Regions from separate parts of the Mus musculus genome. Here region 1 is linked to region 2. A link is a contact called in public Hi-C data. All regions are on one chromosome and are shown on one strand. The core of a region is the stretch at or near the end of the contact, and the rest is flanking DNA. Distances in the headings are between cores, read along the strand shown. Region 1 holds the start of Ncoa7 (nuclear receptor coactivator 7). Region 2 has its middle 19 kb from the start of Rspo3.

Region 1 (5,230 bases), core at 94-2,593, 1.2 Mb before region 2:
CAAGACTCAGATGAATCAGTCAATACTCAGAAGAATCAGTCAATACTCAGTCACAAAAAAGAATGACCAAAGAATCTTTAAATTAGAAGCACCCCCAATCCCAACCATTTGAGTACAACTCCCCATTCTATTCAGACTTTCACTTTAGTGACAAACTATCCTTAGCATGTGATCCATCATGTACTTCCAGGGGAGATAATGAAGACAGTGTCATTGTTTGGCATTGCATTGGAAAACTTGGGGAACACTCTATCAGCAAGTCACCACTTTGAACACATACTCAGTTATACTTTTGCCTAAGAGAAAAGAAATCAAGGCCTATTTTATTTCTCGTCAGAACCTTGGGTTCATAGGCACAAAAGGGTGCTGACCGAGTTAAAGGGTGGGAACAGTACCTGCAGCAGAGCCTGCACTCAAGGTTGATACCAAAAGGGGTGTAAAGAACACAGAAAGAAGTGTCTCCTACTCAAAGCATAAACATGCAAACCCGATGTCAGAATTTACAGATGGTCAGTGCAAAACCAGGAAGTGATTCCATATTTGCATGACCATGTAACATCATCTGCTGCTGAAATCTCAGAGTCATGGCTGCTAAGGGCTTTGCTCCACCCTCCAGAGAGACTGGCAGTACCAAGAAGCAGCAGCAACCTGGGGAAGCCTCTATGTACTGTGTGTGTTGATGGCTTAGGACACACCTGTCACACACACACTTTTTTCTTCCTGTATTTAAGAGTGATCTTCACGATCAGATCCTCCGAGTCATCTTGCAGTTATAGCCACTGGACTGTAAAGGGAACAGCGTCCAATACAGGTTGGAAGCTCACAGAAACAGGGCCCTGGGCTCATACAAAAAAAAAAAGAAAAAACAAAAAAACCTTCCCACTCAGCTGCTCTCCAGCCCCAGCCAAGAGCCAGCTGAACTGCCCGTTGCTACATCGCATTGCCTTGGCTATAAGGTTTACAATTGGGCAGCTTATAGGATGTTGTACCGGGGACAGAAGAAGACAGTGGGCCTCTTTGCCAAAGGCAATGCTGGAAATGACAGAGGATGAATTTATGGTTGCCCCTAGTCCTAGAGCTGGAAGGTGAAGTAAAAGGACTTTAAGGCTCCAGCAAGGGCTCTAACTCCACATGTGCCCATAAGCGCTAACTTCCCTCCAAGATCCAGACAGGAGCCAGCTAAAAGGGATAAGATTAGGGGCCAGGTAAGCAGACCGTACTCGGTTCACTGACTGCCTGACCATCACAGCGTCACAAATGGCCGGGGCCTGCGGAGGCCGCGCGCGCAGCTCTCCGGGGCGGAGCCGCTGGGCCCAGGGTTCGGGGGCCCGAGCCACCTCGAGGCTGTCCAGCCTGCGGCTCCGAGGTCGCACGGGGCAGGCAAGATGTCGCAGCTGCAGCCCGCATCGCTAAGGCGGTCGGCTGAGCTCCCGGGTCCCAGCCGCAGCAGACGAGTGCAGCGCGCGCCCCGGGTCGGGCGGAGCTAGAGGCGGGCGCCGGGCTGGCGTCGCGCCACCGCAGCTCCCCGCCTTCCGCCCAGCTCGCGCCCGGCGCCCTGACCGTGGGTGCTGCTGCAGGTACCTGGGCGAGGCCTCGAGCACCCCGGCGGCGGCTGCTCGGGCCAGATCGGCACTCCGGAGCCCTTCAGGAGCGCACCCCGCAGCGCCTGACGCCTCCCTTAGCTCCTCCTCGGCGGGCGATCCCCTCCCCGGCCCTCCCCCTCCTCCCACCCCGGAGGATGCGCTTCCCAGCGCCCAGCGGCAGAGGCCACGGCTCCCAGAAATGCGTGCTCCCGAACCACTTCGCCCAGACCCGCGGAGCCCGCGCCCCCGCCCAGTAGGTAGGTCGCCGAGGCGGGGCCAGGCCTTGAAGGCTACCGGCTGCTGATGCTGCGGCCAGGAAGAACCGGAGCCTCCCTCCTGGGCTGCCGAGGTGTACTAATGGCGCTGGGCGCAGCCCCCGGGGGACCCGAAACGCTCTGCTTGGAACGTTCGAGGCCGAGCCGGGGCGCAGGGCCACTGGACCCTCCTCGCTAACAATCAGGGGACCCTCGGTTGGGGGCTGGGAGAGCTTGGAAGGATAGGTTGGCGCGGAGCTTCTTTGAAAGGAGACCGTTGCCTTTTTCTCGAGCTCAAGTAGATTGTGTCATTGCATTTTTAAAAAACAGGATCAGCAAATGCGTTCTTCCTGTTCTTTTTGCTAAAATGTAGACGACCACGGTTGTTGTTTTAGAGGTATTTAGGGGTGGTTATGAATTTTTGTGTAATTTACAGCTAGCCGAGTGGTATATAAAGTCAGTGGTGCAAACACTTTAACATTTTGGGTGTCAGTTTAAGGAAAGTCTTTCTAGAAATCAGATTACCTAGGTAGGTGATGGATGAGGCTGGCGTGTTCTCGTAGGATAAAGCTGACTGGAGCCAATGGGTTTGAGAGCTGCAAGTTTGATACAGGTGTCGGGAGTTGAGACTCTGAAAGATGCGCCAGCAGAGGCAGTCTTGTCTCCGGCCTCGCCTTCAACTCTGAGCTGACCCTTGCTTTTCTGAGAATCTGGTTGAGTCTTTTTTTCCTGTTCTTGAAATAAAAGTAATACATTAGGGCTTTTAATAAAATTGTTTCCTCTCAGGCTGCCGTTTTGGATTTTACGTTAAGCAATAAGGTTTAGAATTTTGAAAAAATTGTTATTGTAAGCTCCAATTTTATAAGCACTATTTCAGATTAAAGATTTTGGCTAACTGAATCAATATAAATACTAAGAGGACAGAATCACCATCATTACCAGGTCCTCTTCCCCCTGCTACTCCTCGACCACCCCCCCCTTCTCTTCCCATTCTCTAATTCCCCAATGTTGAATGCCTTATAGCTGTTTGTTGGTTATTTGTTGAATGAATGAAATTGTATTTCAAGATACACATTGTATATAACCCAACCATTTAAAATTATAGTATAAGATTGTTGTTGTTGTTGCTAGTGCAATTAACTGTATTTTAAATAATTGCTTCTTTCTATAAACAGGCTAACTTGGTTATTTTTCATTGACATTTCCGGCGTCAACAGCAAGGCTCTGTTAAGGTTCCCTTCGTGTCCACTTTCCAGTGTTATAGCAATTAATACCATTTCAATTTTACTTTAAAAAAACAATTTAGAAGGCAGAATTTATGTTTAAAGAAATCTATTAAGTTATTTCAGAAGGAGCAGTGATCTGGTTAATAAGTAACAGGTAACTTGTTTTAAAGTTGAGCTGTGGTTTATTTTTAATATATATATATATATATTGTTAAAGCTAAAGAGGGAAACAAAACATTTAAAAGCGTCTGTGGTTCCAAAGTAAACTCATATATATATCATATAGATAGAGATTTATTTATTTATTTATTTATTTATTTATTTATTTATTTTTGATGCTAGGAGCCAGATCCAAGATTAGACTCGAGGCTTCTGATGTATTGGGCTAATCCTATTTGAGCAACATCTTCAACCTTAGAAATGGCATTTTAGCTATTTTCTCTATAAATTGAGGTTTTTAGATGATCCTGTGTCTTTTCTGCTTGAAAATGTTTAGGAGAAAAAGACAAACAAAACAAAAACAAAAAATCCGTTTCTGTTTGCCTTCCATTTACACTGTGAGGGTTTGGGCTTTGGCATTTGTTTTTCTGTCACATAATGTAGTGAGTCATCATTAACTTCTTTAAAAAGAAAAAAAAAAGGTTTGTTTATTTTTTATCTATGTGAGTACACTGTTGCTCTTAAAACATGCCAGAAGAGGGCATCAGATCCTATTCCAGATGGTTGTAAGCCACCATGTAGTTGCTGGGAATTGAACTCAGGACCTCTGGAAGAGCAGTCAGCATCTCTCCAACCCCCATCATTAACTTCTCTCCTTAGCACATGTATCAGGGAACTCATTTTCTTTCCTTCTCCCACCCTAATTTCCATGCATCATCTTCCTTACTATCCAGAATATTACCCACAATCCTATTTTCACACAGTGGTAAATCATATAGAGTACTATTTCTTCTCTAATCTAGTTGGATTGTTTCAGATAGGTGAAGAAAAACTTTTAGATAAAAGGTAGGAAGACCAGAGGATATTGTGGGAAGAGAAGGTGTGATTAAACCAATTTGTATGAATAATGTATGAAAATAAAGCAGGCTGCCATGCCCAATAAAGATAGGGGCAATTTTAGAATCTTTCTTATAATCAAGGGTATTGAGTAATTCATTTGTGTTGTTTGTTCTGGAAAACCTGCTATTTTCTAAGAGAGCCTGTAGTTCTGATATGCCTTTTACTTCTTTTAAAATGATGTTTTTATATGTGTGTGGGTGTCTTGCCTGCAGATGAGTCTGTGCACCATGTGCATGCAGTGTATATAAAGGGCAGAAGAGGGCGTATCTCCTGGGACCAGAGTTCTAAACTGTGGTGAGCCACTATGTAGAGGTTTGGGATTAAGCCCAGGTTCTTTGCCAGAGTTCTTGACAGCTGAGCTATCATTCCCCACCCCAACCCCTGACTCCTACAGACATCTTACTTTTAACTTCTGGACAGTTACTTGTTTGTTTAATACCTAGAACTTGAGAACTTTCACGATGTGCTTTGACTGTGTGCTCTGAAATTAGTCAACCAAATGAGAGCTTTTGTTGTTGCTGTTGTTGTTATAGAAGGATGCAGCTTCTAATTTATTTATTTATTTTTAAAAATCTCCAGTGTCCTGAATGGAAGTGTAGCATCTTTAGGGTGTGGTGACTCATATGTTGAGGCTTGCCTCAAGAGCCAGCTGCAACACTGCCTCCACATGCACCACAACAATGCAATTCTAAGCTTCTGTTCTGCATCTAGTCTTTCTGTATCTTCCTCCTGGTATCTGTCATTTTAGGAATCTGTCTGTCCTTTGTTAAATGTGTGTTTTCTAACTCTCAGCACCTAATATTCTTTTTTAAATTAAACAGAATCCTCTCAATTCACACATACTCTAGAATCAAGATTATTAGTATTATGGGAAAAACACAAGGAAGTAAATTTGGATAATCTTCCATTTAGAATATAGGGAATGCACGGTTGAAGAAAAAGATTGTCTTCCTCACTGGGTACACTAAATGCATTTGTTTCTCCATACACAAAGGACTATGGATTGTCAATAAACTTGATATGATTAACTGATAAAAACAAAACAAAACAAAACAAAACAAAACAAAACCGGTTTGTAGAGGTTCAGTTGAACAAAGGTCTTGCCATC
Region 2 (5,358 bases), core at 2,138-4,637:
AATGGATACAGAAAATGTGGTACATTTACACAATGGAGTACTACTTAGCTATTAAAAATAATGAATTTATGAAATTCTTAGGCAAATGGATGGATCTGGAGAATATCATCCTAAGTGAGTGAAAAGTTCAGCATAGGAACTTTGGGAAGGTCATGAAACACTCACCCCTCTGGAAGGGAGAGGCTAATTAGCATTTCTCAGACCACAGGGTTGGAATGGACCTTAGGGTAGGGACACATTCTGCAGGGCTGACCTGTCTAACAGTTGTTCACCTTCCGACAAGGGAAGTCAAAGGGTGCACTGTTCTGCCAATCATACTGTGCCTAGTTGCTGATGCTCTGTTCAGCCCCTGGAAACCATATAAAAACTTGCTGAACAGGTGCTGGGGGGTGCTGTCTATCTTTTGGGTCTGGGACAACCCCAGTACACTAGAACAATAAATTCCTCTTGCTTTTTGCATCGATCCTGCCTCCGCGTGGTTCACTCAGGGGGTCCCTAGTAAGCTAAGGCTCCCCGGATTCTAACATGAGGTAACCCAATCACAAAAGAATGCAGATGATATGCACTCTGTGTTAAGTGGATATTAGCCCAGAACCTTGGAATACCCAAGATACAATTTACAAAACACATGAAACTCAAGAAGAAGAAAGATCAAAGTTCGGATACTTCGATCCTTCTTAGAAAGGGGAATAAAATACCCATGGAAGGAGTGACAGAGACAAAGTTCAGAGCAGAGACTGAAGAAATGACCATCCAGAGACTGCCCCACCTGGGGATCCATTCCATAAAATTCCACCAAACCCAGACACTATTGCGGATGCCAACAAGAGCCTGATAAAGCTGTCTCCTGAGAGGCTCTGCCAGTGCCTGACAATTACAGAAGCAGATGCTTACAGCCATCCATTGGACAGAGCACAGGGTCCCCAATGAAGGAGCTAGAGAAAGTACTCAAGGACCTGAAGGGGGTTGCAGCCCCATAGGAGGAACAACATGAGTGAACCAGTACCTGCAGAACTCCCTGGGAGTAAACCATCAATCAAAGGAAACACAGGGTGGGACTCATGGCTCTAGCTGCATATATAGCAGAGGATGGCCTAGTTGATCATCAATGGGAGGAGAAACCCTTGGTCCTGTGAAGGTTCTATGCCCCAGTATAGGGGAATGCCAGGGCCAGGAAGTGGTAGTTGAGGGATTGCTGAGCAGGGGCACGGAGAGAGGAGGTAGGGGGTTTTCTGGAGGGGAAAGGAAAGGGAATTTGAAAATGTAAATAAAGAAAATATCTAATAAAAAAAGAAAGAAAAAAGAACTAATGTTGAAATCTTCTTCTCCAGAAATCATAAAGCTTAGCCTAGAGACCTAACTTGGCCTTCCATTTAGCCGAATTGAAGACTTGAATTTCAACAAGGTTAATAGTTTTTCCAAATTTACAGTTTCACTTGTGAAGGACTGAAGTTTTTTTCCTCTCCCATAATAGCTCTCTTCATTTGCAATCTCTCCCCACCCCCTCCATTCATGTCAAAGTGTATATTGGTCCACAACCTGATCCAAGCAGTTTGAGTTTGAGACAGGGACAGGGTATGTTCTCTGTGAGATGATAATTGATTCACACAGGAATTTGCCTCTCCCTTGGCCTCATGAGTTCCAGATTCTTAGCAAGTCCTGGCCTCAGTCTTTATTAACTGAGAGAGTCAAAGCAGATTGTCATCAAGGAAAGGAATTCATGAAAATAGCCAACAGTACTCGAAATCCCTCAAACACAACTTCCTTAGACTTGACTCCCTCTAGAGCATGTTGTAGGAAAAGACTTCATCATTAATTTTTTTTTTCTCAATGCACAGGTCAAAATGGGAAGTTTGTGTGTTAAAACCAACCCTCCTCCAAACACAGCTGAGTAGAAACAAAGCAACTGGGGTCTTTCTTAAAGACTAAACTCAAGTGATTTAAATCTCTGTCTCATTCGAACATTGGTGCCAGCACTAGAGATCTCTGTTGTAAAGTCATTAATGACTGTCTGTGTGATTTAAAGTCTTAAAATTCCAAATTCACAATAATAGCTTTAGCATGAGACTGTTAGTTTCTGTTATCAGCTCATATTTAATAAATTCTCTCAAATCAGATAAACCTATCATCATGAAGGATTTATTTCTCCAATTTGAAATACACTAACCCAGTTCTCTGAGATACAGCTTCTATGAGCACACATATTCATTTGTAAGTGTATAAATATCAAGTGTCGTCTTTTTTACGGCCAGCATGCTTTTATTAGTTCCATATTGTGAAGGAATACAACAGGAACTTGATTAATTCTCACAAACATTAACACTAGAATGTATTTTAAAGTGTTCTTTCATTTGCTTAGCATGTTAAATCTTAGTACATTTGTTAAACATGAAAAAAATGTCAGTGACCCTGAAGCAGATGTACCACACATCATTCAAAACAGAAATATATCTAAGAATCACAGGACTCCATGGCTAAGTAGTCAAGTTCATCAAATTATTTTGGACTTCCAGTCATATAGGGAGCCTGTAGATAGATAAATAAATATGTATATATGTATATGTTATAAATAATATTTTATAGAGATATATACATTTATATATAGCAATCATTTTGAAGAAACCTATTAACTTACCACAGTAGACCTGATTGTAATTACAGAAAAGTACAGACAACCACAGAATTCCATTACATAAAGAAATTTGTAATTAATAAGAAAGAAGAAACCATAACAACTAGTGTAACTAGTAACAGTCATCTGAATTTATTCAAGAATTCCTTTTCTCTTAAACAAAATGAAAACACCACACACTTTATTTTTGGCAAAAAAATGACACCTTATGTCATTCTTTCTCAATAATGCTCTTCTGGCAAAGGAAGCTCGTGTTACTCTTTACGTCCTCAGCTATAGTTGATATATTAAGTACTTTGACTTGTCTACTTATATTAATAATTAACTTGATTGATTAATATACATTAAAGGAATAAAGCAAAGTCATGCTGGTGGGAAACTGTAACCGATTGGTTATTTATTTGAACACCAGGGCTGATTAGGAGTTCATTTTGACTCCCCTGAATACTGAAGGCAGATAATTACACACCTTCTAAAGAACTGAGGGAGGAGGGGGAAAATTCCAGTTTTTCACAACTTGCAAAATGTAGTGACTAATCTTTCTAATATTGTATGACATAGTCTTGTGATGTCCCCCGATAGTAGTTCACCATCTCCCATTCCACAGACTGGACTCGCTTGACTCTCTGTTTATTTAACTGACACTTGTTTGAAAGGCTGGGTGCTTCATATCCCTTTGAGTCACACACTGAGTCTGGGAGCCTCTGCTCTGGCACTTTTAGCACCTCATTAATTACTAACTGTAGCAAAGTCCTGCTGTTTTGCAATCCCACTGCCTTTGTTGGGAAATCACAAGCCCTTGCTAAAATGAGAAGGCAGAACAAGAGTTATCAGCCAAATGTTCAGTTTGGCTGCTTCTTACAAAGGCTAATTATCTTGAGGTCTTGTACTTTCTGTAGATATTCAAGCTAGATAAGCTTATTCATTGGCATTTGGGAGTTCCTTTAAGTTAAGCACCAGGGCTATCTATGAAGTACTGTTTTTTTGTTTTGTTTTGTTTTGCTTTGTTTCCAGTAAGACCCAAGAGTTAAATAACCATCAAAGTTATACCTGAGAATTGAAGAGGAAATAGAAAAGTGCCACGGGTTCCCACAGGCCAGGCTGAGAAGGACTCAGAGCTTGACCACAGGCAATTAGAGAACTCATGGTGTCCTTAGCACTTCCTGCCCAAGTCTCTCATTTGGCACTTGGATCTGTGCTCTCGGTTGGGTTGCTGTTTACTTGTTGCACATACAAGCCTTGACCCCTCCCCACAGAAAATAAATCAACCTATAAACCCTTCAAAAGCTGTACTCTTTAGTGTTGCATACTATCTGTAGCACCTTACCACGTGGCCCACATACTTTTGTAGGGAGATACTTGAGATACATGGCATGTTTCCCACAATAAAATAGTCATAAAAATAACACTATTAATCAATGACTGATATTGAACAAATTCTTGAGAGAAAACAAAGTTTTTTCAAGAATTACCTATCAAACTAACTAGATATTCAGTGGCAAGGGACAGATAGATTGAACTAACACAGTAAGTAATTTTTCTATTACTCTTAGAAATGCATTGCCCTTGTGTGTCATGTGTTCTTGGAGTAAATATTCCTTCCTCTGACAATCACATAAAGATGAATCAGACCTAAAAGTTAGCAGTCCATGACCTGAAGAACAGCTCCTCTTTCTCTTTGAATCATAAGACTTTGCTAATCATTCTGATTAAAACAATTCTACCCAGTGGTTTGCTATCATGTTTTAAAGGGCCCATTCCAGCAGCTGTTTTCCAAACAAGGAGAGCCTCTAGGATTCTTTGTTCATCTAGGTGTATCAGGAATTCTTGGTCATGAGCTAGTGATTTGGCTGACTGGAGCCCCACCTCCTCACTCGTCCCCACCTATCAGGTAGTTTGGAATCTTTATCTTATCCTCCATTCTCTCAATTTCATGTTTCCCTCTTCATCTTTTGTCACCTGATGAAGATTGCAAGGACATAGACCATGATGCGCACCTTAAAGGTCACTAGAATGAAACAACCTGAGATACAGGTAAATACACAGAAAACAGCGTTCTCTACAAAGTCAGACTTAGGATGCACTGGTTCTAGCAAAATAGACTCTGATCCCCCACCCCATCTTCCTCACTTAACAAGTCACTTAAGTTGCCTTTAGGTCCATTTGAGCATGAGTAGAGCAGTGAGTTCCAACCCTGGGTCACACTCAGTTCTCCTGGGAAGCGTTTAAATCACATAGACACCTATTCACCATTCACCAACTCTGACTTAATTATGCTGTAATGGAGCTCAATCTTGGTGTCTGTCCATGTTCTTGGGTGGGGGTATGTGTCAGGACACAGCTACTTTAACTTTAAGTTCTGTATAAACCCTGAAGGAAAAGGGTTTTAAATTGTCTGAATATATAATGATTTAGCAGGGCTATGGTAGAGCTTGTGACTATGAGACTCTTAGCTAGTTTCCAGTTGTTACTGGTCCTGAAGAACCTGGGACCACCTATAAAGTATATTGAACAGAGTGCTTGGAATTGGAGCCTGAACTGAAAATACTACCTCCTTCAACCTCCATTCTTTTCTCAAGTGTGCAAACACACACACACACACACACACACGTATATGGGATTTATAAGTCATACATTTCTATAAGTACTAAAAACATTATTGCATTTGTGCAACCTATCAGTGCATTAACCCTGAATACCCAGTTACTTTGATGGGTAATTCCTTA

What was found. Hi-C and Micro-C count contacts between places; a contact is called where the count stands out from the background.
Region 1: a Hi-C map of adipose-derived mesenchymal stem cells shows a contact between it and region 2, with 5 times the contacts expected there. The contact joins the promoter of Ncoa7 here to the enhancer-like site in region 2. A contact is called at or near these places in 3 of 39 promoter capture datasets (cranial neural crest, maxillary cranial neural crest and second pharyngeal arch cranial neural crest), 1 of 484 Hi-C or Micro-C datasets (adipose-derived mesenchymal stem cells) and 4 of 115 datasets of contacts at active chromatin or transcription factors (extraembryonic endoderm stem cells, large pre-B cells, pro-B cells and 1 more).

The regions. Positions count from the first base shown.
Region 1 is chr10:30,799,439-30,804,668 of GRCm38.p6, reverse strand. It overlaps Ncoa7 (nuclear receptor coactivator 7), which reads left to right and starts at 1,343. Exons shown (of 16, transcript NM_172495.6): 1 at 1,343-1,840.
Region 2 is chr10:29,552,595-29,557,952 of GRCm38.p6, reverse strand. No RefSeq gene overlaps it. Among named protein-coding and RNA genes, the nearest start is that of Rspo3, 19 kb to the right of the region's middle. Within about 2 kb of position 3,387, at least 26 of the 459 cell types and tissues checked have an H3K27ac peak or open chromatin away from gene starts, as enhancers often do. A contact at or near this core is called in adipose-derived mesenchymal stem cells, where this site is marked.